2 separate regions of the Arabidopsis thaliana genome follow, and region 2 is linked to region 1. A link is a contact called in public capture Hi-C data. All regions are on one chromosome and are shown on one strand. The core of a region is the stretch at or near the end of the contact, and the rest is flanking DNA. Distances in the headings are between cores, read along the strand shown. Region 1 holds the start of AT5G35530 (Ribosomal protein S3 family protein). Region 2 holds the start of CYP79A3P (cytochrome P450, family 79, subfamily A, polypeptide 3 pseudogene).

What was found. Capture Hi-C pulls out chosen DNA fragments and counts their contacts.
Region 2: a contact with region 1 is called in a capture Hi-C map of seedling, with 2.1 times the contacts expected there. The contact joins the promoter of CYP79A3P here to the promoter of AT5G35530 in region 1. A contact is called at or near these places in 1 of 26 Hi-C or Micro-C datasets (callus) and 1 of 3 other capture datasets (seedling).

The regions. Positions count from the first base shown.
Region 1 is chr5:13,710,661-13,716,575 of TAIR10.1, reverse strand. AT5G35530 (Ribosomal protein S3 family protein) reads left to right here and starts at 4,288. Exons shown (of 6, transcript NM_122944.5): 1 at 4,288-4,413; 2 at 4,502-4,649; 3 at 4,739-4,910; 4 at 5,660-5,714; 5 at 5,789-5,915. The coding sequence starts at 4,384. It also overlaps the pseudogene AT5G35535.
Region 2 is chr5:14,045,488-14,051,551 of TAIR10.1, reverse strand. It overlaps CYP79A3P (cytochrome P450, family 79, subfamily A, polypeptide 3 pseudogene), which reads right to left and starts at 2,429. Exons shown (of 4, transcript NM_148046.1): 1 at 1,455-2,429; 2 at 938-1,048; 3 at 674-893; 4 at 424-590. The coding sequence starts at 2,429. The coding sequence ends at 424. It also overlaps the pseudogene AT5G35915.

The DNA.
Region 1 (5,915 bases), core at 3,039-5,538:
GGCAGAGAAACCATCATACCCTGGGGCTTTATCAGGATGGACGTTAAACAGTGCTTCCTTAATTTCCATAGCTGAAGGAATGGATATAAGGAAGTCATTCTCCTCCTCTATCACCTTGGGGTGAACCGATTCTTGAACAATCCTTGAAATCTCTTCTGGATTGGAGAGCTGGGAGGTGAAGAGAGCTTGATAGCAGGTAGAGATCACTTCTGCAAACTGGCTATCTTCAAAAACCTTCTCTCCTAGGTCTGTTTCCCGAACTGATAGATTATTGAGACAACTTCTCCCTTTTGTAACCGCGTGGAAGTACCCTGAATTCTGGTCTCCCAAACTGAGCCAGTTTTGTCTGCTTCTTTGCTTCCAGAAGGCCTCCTCAGCTAGGTAAGCTGCACTGAGCTCTGAGTTAATCTGGACTAGGAGGCAGACATCATTAACAGGGATTACCATGGCCTGTTCCAGCTTTACTTTGAGCGCCTCTATGATCTTCTGGCTGTTTCTCTGAGTCTCCTTTGTCCAGGAGATGATAGCCCTCCTGCATCGACTAAGTTTCTTCTCCACCGAATCAGACAAATCTTCATTCCAAGCTGCAGCTATGAGGTCTTTGATCTCCTCATTCTCCTTCAGTCTTCTATCATATCGAAAAAGCCCCTTCTTGCGTTGCTTATCTTGCCTTAGGAAAGTAATGATAGGTCTGTGATTAGAGCCTTCAAACTTTCTATAATCACACCTTCCTCTTGAGAAGAGCTCTAGGCAGGCACCATTTGACATGGCTCTGTCCAACCGGGCTCTAACCAGATGAGTATGCCTGACTCCACGCCAAGAGAGGGAGTTACCTAAGTGCTTAAGGTCGAAGAGTCCACATTCAGACATGAATGACCTGAACTCGACGAAAGATCCCTCAGCTCTTGGTGGCCCTTCTGATTTCTCAGAATTATCCAGTATCTCGTTGAAGTCCCCTGTGAGAAACCATGGCTCCTCTCGGTTATCAGCAAGACACTTCAGCTTTTCCCAGGTAGCTCCTTTCTTTGACTGTTCTGGTTCCCCATAAACATAGGTTGCCAGAAAGGAGATTCTTTTGAATGAAACTCTGGCATCAATGAAGTTATCGCAGGAGGAAACAATTGCCATCTCCACGTCGTGCTTCCAGAACAGGGCCAAACCTCCCTTCCCTTGTCCAGAAGGGGAAACTAGGAAGTGATTATATCTCTTCAAGAAATCTAGCTTCTTCAAAACCACTTCATCTTGATTCATCGTCTCCATTAGAAATATAACATCAGGAGAGAGTTTCTTGAGTATCTCTCTCACTCTGCGAACTGTCTTGGGGTTCCCAATCCCTTGACAGTTCCAGCTCATGGTTACGTGAGCCGGCTTCTTGGGGAGTGAAAATCCACATGATTCTGTATCGAAGGACCACCCATTTGTGCTTCATCCCGATGTGGACTCATGGGATCCTCTGAAACATGATCCTGATCCAAGATTAGTCTTCTTCTGGGGAACGGGATGGTTTGCTGGTTGAGAAGTTTCAGCTTCTTTGACTTCACTCCTGCCAGGGGCTTTGGACTAGCACGCTTGCCTGGAGGTCTTCCTACCTTCCTTTTAGGAGACTGCTTGGACCTGACTTTCCTCTTGGGTTTAGGCTGATTGACTGGACCTAGACGTTGAGATACCGGAACTCTCTCCACGCTGGATGAAGTCACCTCCTCAGGGATTTGGACTGAGGTAGAAGAAGGAGCTGGTTGAGCTGCTCTAACCATTTGCTCAGCAGTTGCTTCAAGCTCTCCTAGAGCCTCTGCCTGTCAAACTCTTTCGCGTCTGGCCGCACTCTCTGTAGGATCCGGGCAGCTAACATACTGGGTCATGACCCCTCGGAGCTCATCCATAGCAGCATTCAGTGCATCCTTTCCTGGCGGGGGCCTGTCTTTGTCTCTGTGACTTGAAGCTAGGCCAGAGCCTTGCACTTCCTGGCTTCGACTTGCGTTATCCTCTAGAACAGGAGAGTATTTTCTTTGAACACCTTTACCCTTATCAATAAGGGGTCGATAGACAGAAGGGCCTGGGTGGGAGTCCTCTTGGAAGGAATGTGATCGTCGATTAACTGGGGCAGGATCCGAAGATCTCTGCCTTCTGGACAGAGAAGAACGCATATCATTCTCAGAAGAAGAAATAGAATGTCTGGGGGAGAGCACTGGTCGAATCCTTTCCCTCTGAGGTTCATGACCATCTCTTCTTCTTACATCCCCACCAGATTCCCGGAATCGTCTAGAGCAGTCCGTTTGGTGTCTTTGCCTATTACGGGTGCGGTGGTTGGAGGCAGGCACATCTCTTCTCTGAGAGGAACTATCCTCAGATATCCTGAAGATTCTTGAGGCAGAGGACGAGTTGGAGCTTTTGCCTCTAATCTCCTCCCACGAGATTGGATTGATAGGTTCTTCTAGTCTTCTACTCTCTTTTCTACCAAGGAGGGGGCAGGACAGATGGGAATGATCCAGCTTGTAGCAGGATTTGCAATAATTTCTCAGCTTCTCGTAAACTAGGGAGGCTTCCACTTCACTCCCATCTTCAAACTCCACAATCGTCTTCAACACGAGGGGCTTCAGCCCATTTACTAGCACCCTCATTCGAAAGAAGGTAGACGAAACTTCAGTCTTCTCTAGAACTCCCACACTCTTCGCAATACTAACCAGGATTCCTTCAGACCAAAGATGAATCGACACACCTTGAACATTGATCCAGAAAGGGATCTGGGAAGGGAAATCCTTATCAATCGTCGGCTCCCAACGTTGGAAAATTATCATCCATTGCGAAAAATGGTAGGGTTGATACTTTAGGGCTCTAGCAAGGTCTTGCTCAGTCGCGAATTGGAATTGGAATAACCCATTCCCAAGATCTGCTCCAGTAGGTCGGGTGGAAAACTTCCAGTGGTCGGCTAGGAAAGGCAGTACTGCCCAGACGTCTTGTTCCGCCGGATTGGTAAGTCTGCCGATGGCCGTGAGGGCATGTCTGCGCAACAACTCAGAGTTGTCAAAAGCCGGGACTTTAACTCTCGGAGGGCGAGGAGGCCGGAAAGGGGGATCCAGGGTGGATCTGCGATCGCTAGGAGAGTAACGACGAGACATCGGGAAAAGGCGAGGAGATCTGGAAACTCGTCAGATCTGAGGAGCCTTCGGTAAGCAAAGGAGACTACAAGATGGGGGTAGAGGCGAGGAGGCGGAACTGAGGGGGAAGGTAGTCGCCGGAAAGGAGGATTAGATCGCCGGCAGAAGGAGATCTAGGGTTCCGAAGTAGCTAGCGAAAACCGTTTCGGAAAAGTCGCTTGGGAGCATCTTTAAATGAAAACTCATTATATGTTTAAATACTACTAATCCAATAAGATAATTTAAAAAACATTTCCTAATTAAATATAACAAATCTGCTTTATTTTATATATATGATATTATAAATATCAAATTAATGTGTTTGAATTCGAATTGGTTTGAATATTCTAAATTTATTTAAATAACTGTTAAAACATTTAATTAGACCATCTATTATGTTTGATAATTAAAATATAAAAATCTGTTTAAATATTTAAAAATAAAATTAATTACATTTTTGTTGAAATTAATTTTTGTTAGTTAACTTAATTGAATTTAAATTTAAGTTTTTATTAATAATTCTTTTAAGTTTTTCTTCTATAATTCTGATTTTGATAAAATTTATGTTTGTCTTATTAATTTGTCAAATTTGATAATTAATTTACATGTTAATAAAATATACTAAACCTTGACATACTATCTATACAACTATATATATTAAATATATAATTATAATAGTATCCATGTTCAAATGATACCAATAATAAATTTTGAAACTCTTAAAATTTATAAATTATACAAATAAACATTTATAGACAAATAAAATACCTGAAATTCGTAATATATATAAAGAAGTGAAACTGATAAACTAATTAAAGCATGAATATTGTGCGTAGCACATGTACCGTCTAATACTTTTTAAAATTCACTAAAAACTCTTTCAAAATCACGAACCAATAACATCATCGTAATTTGGAAAATGAAAATACTATCTTTTTTTTTTTTTTTTTTTGAACAGAAAAATACTATCTAAACTACTCTTGCTAACACAAGGAACGGAAATTATAGATATGAGACGTGATCGGGATAGCTAAATTCAATTCTCACTGTCACTAATTTTAATACGGGTGAAATGGTTTTATTTTCAGTCCCTTTATATTGTGGCTTGTCAATAGAAATGGGCCTTAAAAGGCCGGGCCTTGCTCTTAACTTTATTTAACCACACAATTTTATCATTTCACTCCTAACGCACTCTCTTCTCCGAATCTAGGGTTTTTGTCTCTAGCCTCCTCAAGCTTTGCAAACAATCATGGCGACCCAGATCAGCAAGAAGAGAAAGGTGATATCTTTTGCCCTCCCCTGTCTCTATCTCTCTACCAATGTATCGTATTCTAAGCTTAACACAAAAAAAGTTTTGAATTTTGTAGTTCGTAGCCGATGGTGTGTTTTACGCTGAACTCAATGAGGTTCTAACCAGAGAGCTTGCTGAGGATGGTTACTCTGGTGTTGAGGTTCGCGTCACTCCTATGCGTACTGAGATCATCATTAGAGCCACTCGTACTCAAAACGTTCTCGGTATGTTGGTGCATTTTCGTTAACCTTGCTCTGATTCGACCTTTTTTTGTTTCTATGATATCAATTTGATGATTCTCTGTTTGGTTTAGGTGAGAAGGGAAGGAGGATTAGGGAATTGACATCTCTTGTACAAAAGAGATTCAAATTTCCTCAGGACAGTGTTGAGCTTTATGCTGAGAAGGTTGCTAACAGAGGTCTTTGTGCTATTGCTCAGGCTGAGTCTCTTCGTTACAAGCTTCTTGGTGGTCTTGCTGTTCGTAGGTATGACGTGTTTCTATTGCTGCATCCTTTTGTAGCTATCATTCCGGTGTTGATTTGTTAGATTGATGCTTAAGACTGTGTGTTAATGTAGTGAAGTATCCTGAATTAGTTTAATGTCTCTTTCTGTTTTTGGCTTAAAGAATGGTGATGAAACAAATAGGAGATAATGGTACTTAGACTATGTGTTAATGTAGTTTATCTAGGTGGTGATCCAGTGTCGTTTTCTATCTGTGCATGATTAACAAACTGCGTTAAAATAGTGTTTGTGTGAAGTGTCCTGAATCAGTTTAAGACTTTGTTAATGTAGTGAAGTATCCTGAATCGATTTTCTGTATTTTTCTTTACATGGCTTAAAGCATGGGACAAATTAGAGTTTGCTATTTGTATGTTCGTGTAGACTTTGTGTTAATGTAGTTAAGCTATGTATCGGTCCAATGTCTGTATTCTATCCTTCGATTAAACAAACTGTGTAACAAGTGTTGCGTATTAGTAAACATGATTTGCCGCTGAAGTTATATTAGTGTTGGACTTGTTGTTAGCTGCGTCTATAGATCAGTGTAATTAGAAATCCTTTTATTCCACTCGTGATTATCATTCGGTTTGATTTTTAGTTGTCTAGATACCCACATCGAGTCTATCAGGCTTTCTATTATGTTACTTTAAATTTGAACTGTTCTCCTAAATATGGCTTTTATGCTTTGATCTCTTATGCTCAGAATGTTAATATTGCATGATATTTTGTTGTATAGGGCGTGCTATGGTGTTTTAAGGTTTGTTATGGAGAGTGGAGCTAAAGGATGCGAAGTGAGTGCAAACCTCTTTGTTTTCTGTTACCTTTCTTTCAGAATACCTCTATAGGGTTCTTATCATGTATGCAGGTCATTGTGAGTGGAAAACTCCGTGCTGCACGTGCTAAGTCGATGAAGTTCAAGGATGGTTACATGGTTTCCTCAGGTCAGCCAACCAAGGAATACATTGATGCTGCAGTTAGGCATGTTCTTCTTA
Region 2 (6,064 bases), core at 1,180-3,679, 340 kb before region 1:
TATGAGACATTAAACAAATAACACAAGATTTTAAATCCAACAACACATTATTGTGCTTGAAATTTCTATTGCCGAATGTACATAAGAGATACACTTAATAGGATATGAATTAGCCTAATTATCTAACTAAGAACAAATAAATGATCATGATTATGTACAACCCAATAAATCTCCTAATTATTTACAAACCAAAACTTTAATCCAACAAGACATGATTTTTGCTTGAATTTTCCATTTGCTCTTTCAAATCAATTAAACTTGCAAATAGACGTTAATACATTTTCAATCTTATGTTTAAATATAAAGTAAATGAAAAATTCAATTATATTATTCATGATAGCTGTTTCTAGATAAACTATTTAACATAATACCATTACATGTCTTATCAGGAAAAAAACAAAAACAAAACAAATACCGTTTAAATCAGGTTGGATACACATGTGGATCCAAACGAGGTGTTGCAACCGCATGTAAGGGTTTTGCCATAAAAAGATCACTCTTGCTTTCTGAAATATCAATTTTACTTTCACCAGGCACTGGTGACCATGTGAACCCTTGAATCAACCGAGCCAGCAACATGTACGTCATGGCTGCCCAATGTCCGCACCCATACACCCTCGTCTTCATGCACTGAACGATATTATATTGAGATTAGGCTCTTTTAGTTCCACACATGAGTTATTGCCTAAATGTCTCTCAGGGTTAAATTTAAGCGGCTTGTCCCACACATTAGGGTTTCTCCCGATCCCCATACGACTAATAAGCATGTGGCTTCCCTTGGGGATGAAGTAACCATCCACCACAGCATCAGCAGTGGACATGTGAGGGAGGTTGAATGGCGCCACCGGATGTAACCGAAATGTCTCTTCACACACGCTTTCACGTAGGTTAGACTAGGGAGGTCAGACTCAAGAACAAAACGGTGTCTTCCAACTACCCTATCGATCTCCTCCACAGCTTTTTGCATGATGCTCGGCTCGTTAATCATCTCCGCCATAGCCCACTCCGCCGCATTAGACGGATTATCTACTGTAGCCAACATTAGTTCCTTCATAATCCAACATAATCAACCATCAAAAAAAATTTAGAGATCATCGGATAATTTTGTTTTTCGTTTTTTTGTAAAAGAAATTTAAACATTTTGCTTGTGAAAATACATCTCTAATGCATGGAATTCAAAATTGAAAATATTTAGAGCTTTATTTCCTAAAGAAACTCCACTACAATTTACCATGATCTTTGAGGTTGCAGAGGTGTTGTTACAGTTTTACCCATCCTAAGTACTACATTCATGGACAACTGATTTACTTTTGTCGACATGACACATGTATTATCAGAGTCGGATCACTATTGGCCATGAAACGACGAAAGTTTCTTGTTATAAAAAAAATACTCTACCTACTATATTGTGGTAGATTAAAAAAAATACTAAGCGAAGTCCATAATATGCATACCGTCACTTGTGCTTTGATCTCTTCTTCCGATAGAGTAGGCTTTCCGTTGGTGTCTTTCGCCATTATAAACATGTCGAGAAAATCTTGAGGCTCTTTCATCTTCCCATTTCGCCATTGCATGAGTCTTTCATCGACAAAAGGATCGTTATACTTACTTACATTTCTCATTGCGTCAGCCACAACCTTCTCATGGCCTTCCAAGTCCAAGAACCTTAACCACGGGACATAATCCGACAATGCAAAGGCGTAAAGATGGGTTAAAACCGTAAACAAAGATTCGACATGTTCAATCTCTTCGGACCCTGGTCCCGATTCATCTTCACTTCCTTTACCAAAATGCCGTATACCAAACATCATCTTCCGAGCTACATTCCCGCTGTATTGTCGTACCACAAATCTTAAATCAATAACCGCAAGACCATTACCATTACCACGGTTTTTGACACAGCGGTTATTGATGTACCGGACTAAGTTATCTGCCTCTTCGGTTCTCTTTTCAAGCATCAATTTGAAGCTCTTCTTGCTTGTCACGTGAGATGCCACCACTCTCCTCATCTTTTTCCACTGCTCTCCTTGTGACTGCACCGCAATGGTCAAGTACCCGCGGCTGCAATACTCCGTCCCCATTGTTAGCGGTCTAATGGCGAAAACGGAGTCTTGCTTCTTCAGAATCTCCCTTGCAATTCTCGGGGATGTCACGGGGATCACGTGAGTATTCGCAAGACGGATACATGCAATATCGGTGTTGAGTTCTTCCATCAATGAATGTATCCACCGGAACACCGGTTTGTTCCTCCCTAGTATTTCTGGTAGGTTTCCAACTAAAGGCCAAGATTTTGGCCCCGGAGGAAGAGAGAGGTTTCTCGTGTGGCTAGTCATTAACATGGTTTTCTTCGTCTCTTTACGCTTCATTGTTAATGATAGGAGAAGCAAACCTAGGATAAACGCAAGCATTGAGGTAGAGTCGTCGAACATTTTTTAATCTCAATTTGTAGAAATTATTTGAATTCTGTTGAAACAATGAGGAATAAGCTATTTATAGCCATGAAACGGCAATGGAACAATGCTTGTGTCTAACTGTAATCTGTTGAAAATAAATGTGCTTTAAATGTTGGAAAGAAAAATAAGTTGCAAAAGGATTCTCGAGGTATGGCCTCTTATGGTTGGGTGGTGGAGAACATATAAGTTGCAAAGGCTTCTCATCATCAAGAACGTGGTCTGTTCTAAGACCAAGAGCTGATTTGGTAGACTCGTCAGATTCGGTTTGGTTTAATGTAAAGCGGCCACGCCTAAACATACTTTTAACATGTGGATAGCAAACCTGGACCGATTGCCTACCAAATCAAGATTTGTTGGCTGGGGAGAGCCGCTCCAAACGACTTGTGGTCTCTGTTCTTTGTATTCAGAAACAAGGGATCACTTGTTGTTGTCATGTGATGTTGCTCTCTACTTTTGAAATGATGTGTGAGTACGAGACTAAGCTAATTAACCTCCTTTCACGCTTGTCAGTCTAGAGTTACTTTCTTTGTGGCTTAGACAAATATTGAATAAAATAGAAAACTATTGTACTTTTTCTTTTTTTTGGAGCAACTATGATACTACAGTAGTAATACTAATTAAATAGTTGACCAAAAAAAAAGTTAAATAAAGATAGTTAAACTAATTTTCTGTATATTGTGATTTTAAGAAGATCCAGTTCGACTCAACATGAAATATTTTAATGTTAAATGTCAAAATAAGAAGAAAACATATAATCATTTACACAGTTTTACAGAGTTTAAACACTGATGCTTAAACACTATTTTAATTACATAGAACGTTATAATATTTTTCCATAAAACTAAGATTTCGGTTATTTCCTACTCAGACCAACTATAAATATATTTTTAAAATAGTTAAAAATGTTATTGTACTAGTCCTTTAAACAAATATTTAAGAAATGTTATTTTTATCCATTAGTGCTCTTCATCAAAATAATGTTTTGAGCCCAAATTTAGTCGTTTATAATCATTTACACAAATTTATGGATTGATATCGGAATTTTTTTTTGTTAACAAATAACTTTAAAACACACCGTTTTGAACAATACTACTTACTGGACAGTTTTTGATTTAAGAACTTTTAATGTAGAGGGATTTGTAAAATTTCTTTTTGTTAAAGTAGTTTTGGTAAGATAACCTTTTGAACGGTGAATGTTGAACCACAAAACCGCAGGGTTCAGGGCAGGTGTGTTCCCTAAGCGGTATGTCATAGAACTCGAATCCTTCTACATGTAGATAGACCAGATTATCTTTGATGAACCTAAGGTTCTGGTTTCCGACCAAAACCTTTTTGACTATATGATACCTGTTGTCAGCCCTTCTCAGAGACCTACGAATGTTGTTCATCATTTTTGGTACCATTTTAAACTCGAGACGACAGTTCTCGATATCCCAGAGGAAAATTATCCCAAAAGCTGGATCCAGATTCTGATCCATACTGATTTACGCGAACCAGAGAAGAAGAAACAGCGGCTCGAAAACGTAATAACCAGAAACGATCGTAAGAGTGTTTAGGGTTTCTAAGGTCGCTTCAGGACGTTTCTACATTTAGTTTTCTTTAAAAAAGCCCATGGGCTTTTTTACAAAGGCCTTGATTCGACTTTTTTTTTTCACGGCCTTGATTCGACTATTATTATAATTTATAATCTACATGGTTTCAATAAATCTTAATTGCCCGTGGTCATTAATTAAATCTACAACTTCTACCAATTGTTTTGTTGGGCTTACGTGTCGTTTGATTTAGTTAGTTGTCCCAAACTCATACATAATAGGAAAGTAGAGTATCTTTCATTTGCATGGTCTCTTTGTGCATTTTTTCGGTTCCGAGAATCTTTGGATAGGATGAAAGAGCTCCAAAAAGACATATCTGTGATGAAGATTCGAACAAAAAAGTTTTTTTTGTACACTAAAGAAAATGGCACACCTAGAGAAATTTGTAAAGAGTTTAACTGTGAAATTTGAGAGTCTCCGAATACTGATTAACCACAAATAGACAAAAAAAAAACAAAAAATGTTCGAACAACCGCCTCAATGGAAGGTGCGCCGATACTGGTTCCATCTCATCGTATAGGAACATACTTGATTTTTTTGAAAACTTGTGGAAGTAGAAAGGCATGTGCCAGGAAATGGATGTGTTGAAAACAATATATTTAACATTGTCTTATACAACCATATATACATTGTCTTATACAATCATATATATATATTTACCACTTTCCTTCACTAATTAGCTGGAAAATATGAACAACCCAAAAATTTATCATTCACTTTTTATTTGAAATCAAACAAAATTAATATATATTCGGGTGATTCAAGAGTTGTCAGACTATTTTTAGTTTCCACATGCATGATCCAATACACCATTAAAGTAAATGTGTGAAATTTGTTCATTGCATACCCAAAGATATGTAGAATAATAGAGTGATGATAAAGATAAAATATAGGTGTTCATAATATGTCACAATTATAAGTGTTCATATCTTAGTGAGTTTGTGCTCTTGTCGTACCAATAAATAATAATCTTTTTAAAATTATTTAATTTTGTATTATCTTTAGTTTTAACGTTGTTAGCATATCTCACGTTGAAACTCTTGTCTTATAGAAGATAGACGCTGGTAAAAATAAACAATTCATACATTGCATACCCATATTGTCATGAAATAAAGTGATGAATAATATGATTCAACGTTCTCTTAGAAACTACAAACACATTTTGAACAACCCAAAAATCTATAATTAATTTTCATTTAAATTTTAAATAAAATTCGTATTCAAAAGATTCAAAGTTTTTGTAGTTATTTTTAGCAACCGCATGTGTCTCAAAGATCCTCCACTAAACTAAGGTGGTATTATTGGTTAGTGAAGTTGAAGTCAACTCCATTAGAGTTGAAGTTTATCAGATTTCAAAACATCTGAGTTCATTTAAACTGAATCACTATTCATTCTGTCGTGGAAGTCTATTTTCAGTGATATATGATGTCATTTGGTTTTCTAATAGAATTGAACTCTATAACAAATGATTTTATAATCTAAACGAAATCTAACAAAACTTTGACCAATTTTTTATTTTTTTGTTTCAAGTTTTCTAGAGTTTTGAAGTTTGAGAATAAAAAATAAGATAAAGAATTTATTCATAATAATTTTGGTGAATCCAAATTAAAAACTTTAAAAACAAAGAAAATAAAAATTAAGCTCAAATTATTCCATAATGGTTTGAATTCATCCTAGCCTCTCTTCCACCGACATGCTCACGAAAACGTCTTGTATTCCCAAATGATAAATTTTGGTAAGTGCCTTGTAACGAATACATTCATCCAAGTCAGAAATTTCTTTTATAGCATCCCAAACGTTATTCTTTTTCTGTGCCACTTCTTTTTGTTGCCTCTCTTCTCTTTGTTGTATTATATCCAAAATTTTACTGCTAACAACCATCATAGGACTTTCTTCTTTTTGTGAAGTACTTCTCTCAGATCTTGTTCTTTTACGTGGGGGAAGCTTCTCTGTAGGACTTTCTGAAGTTCCATGAGACATAAATGGTGTGTAATGCTCCGATGACTCATGATGAGTTGT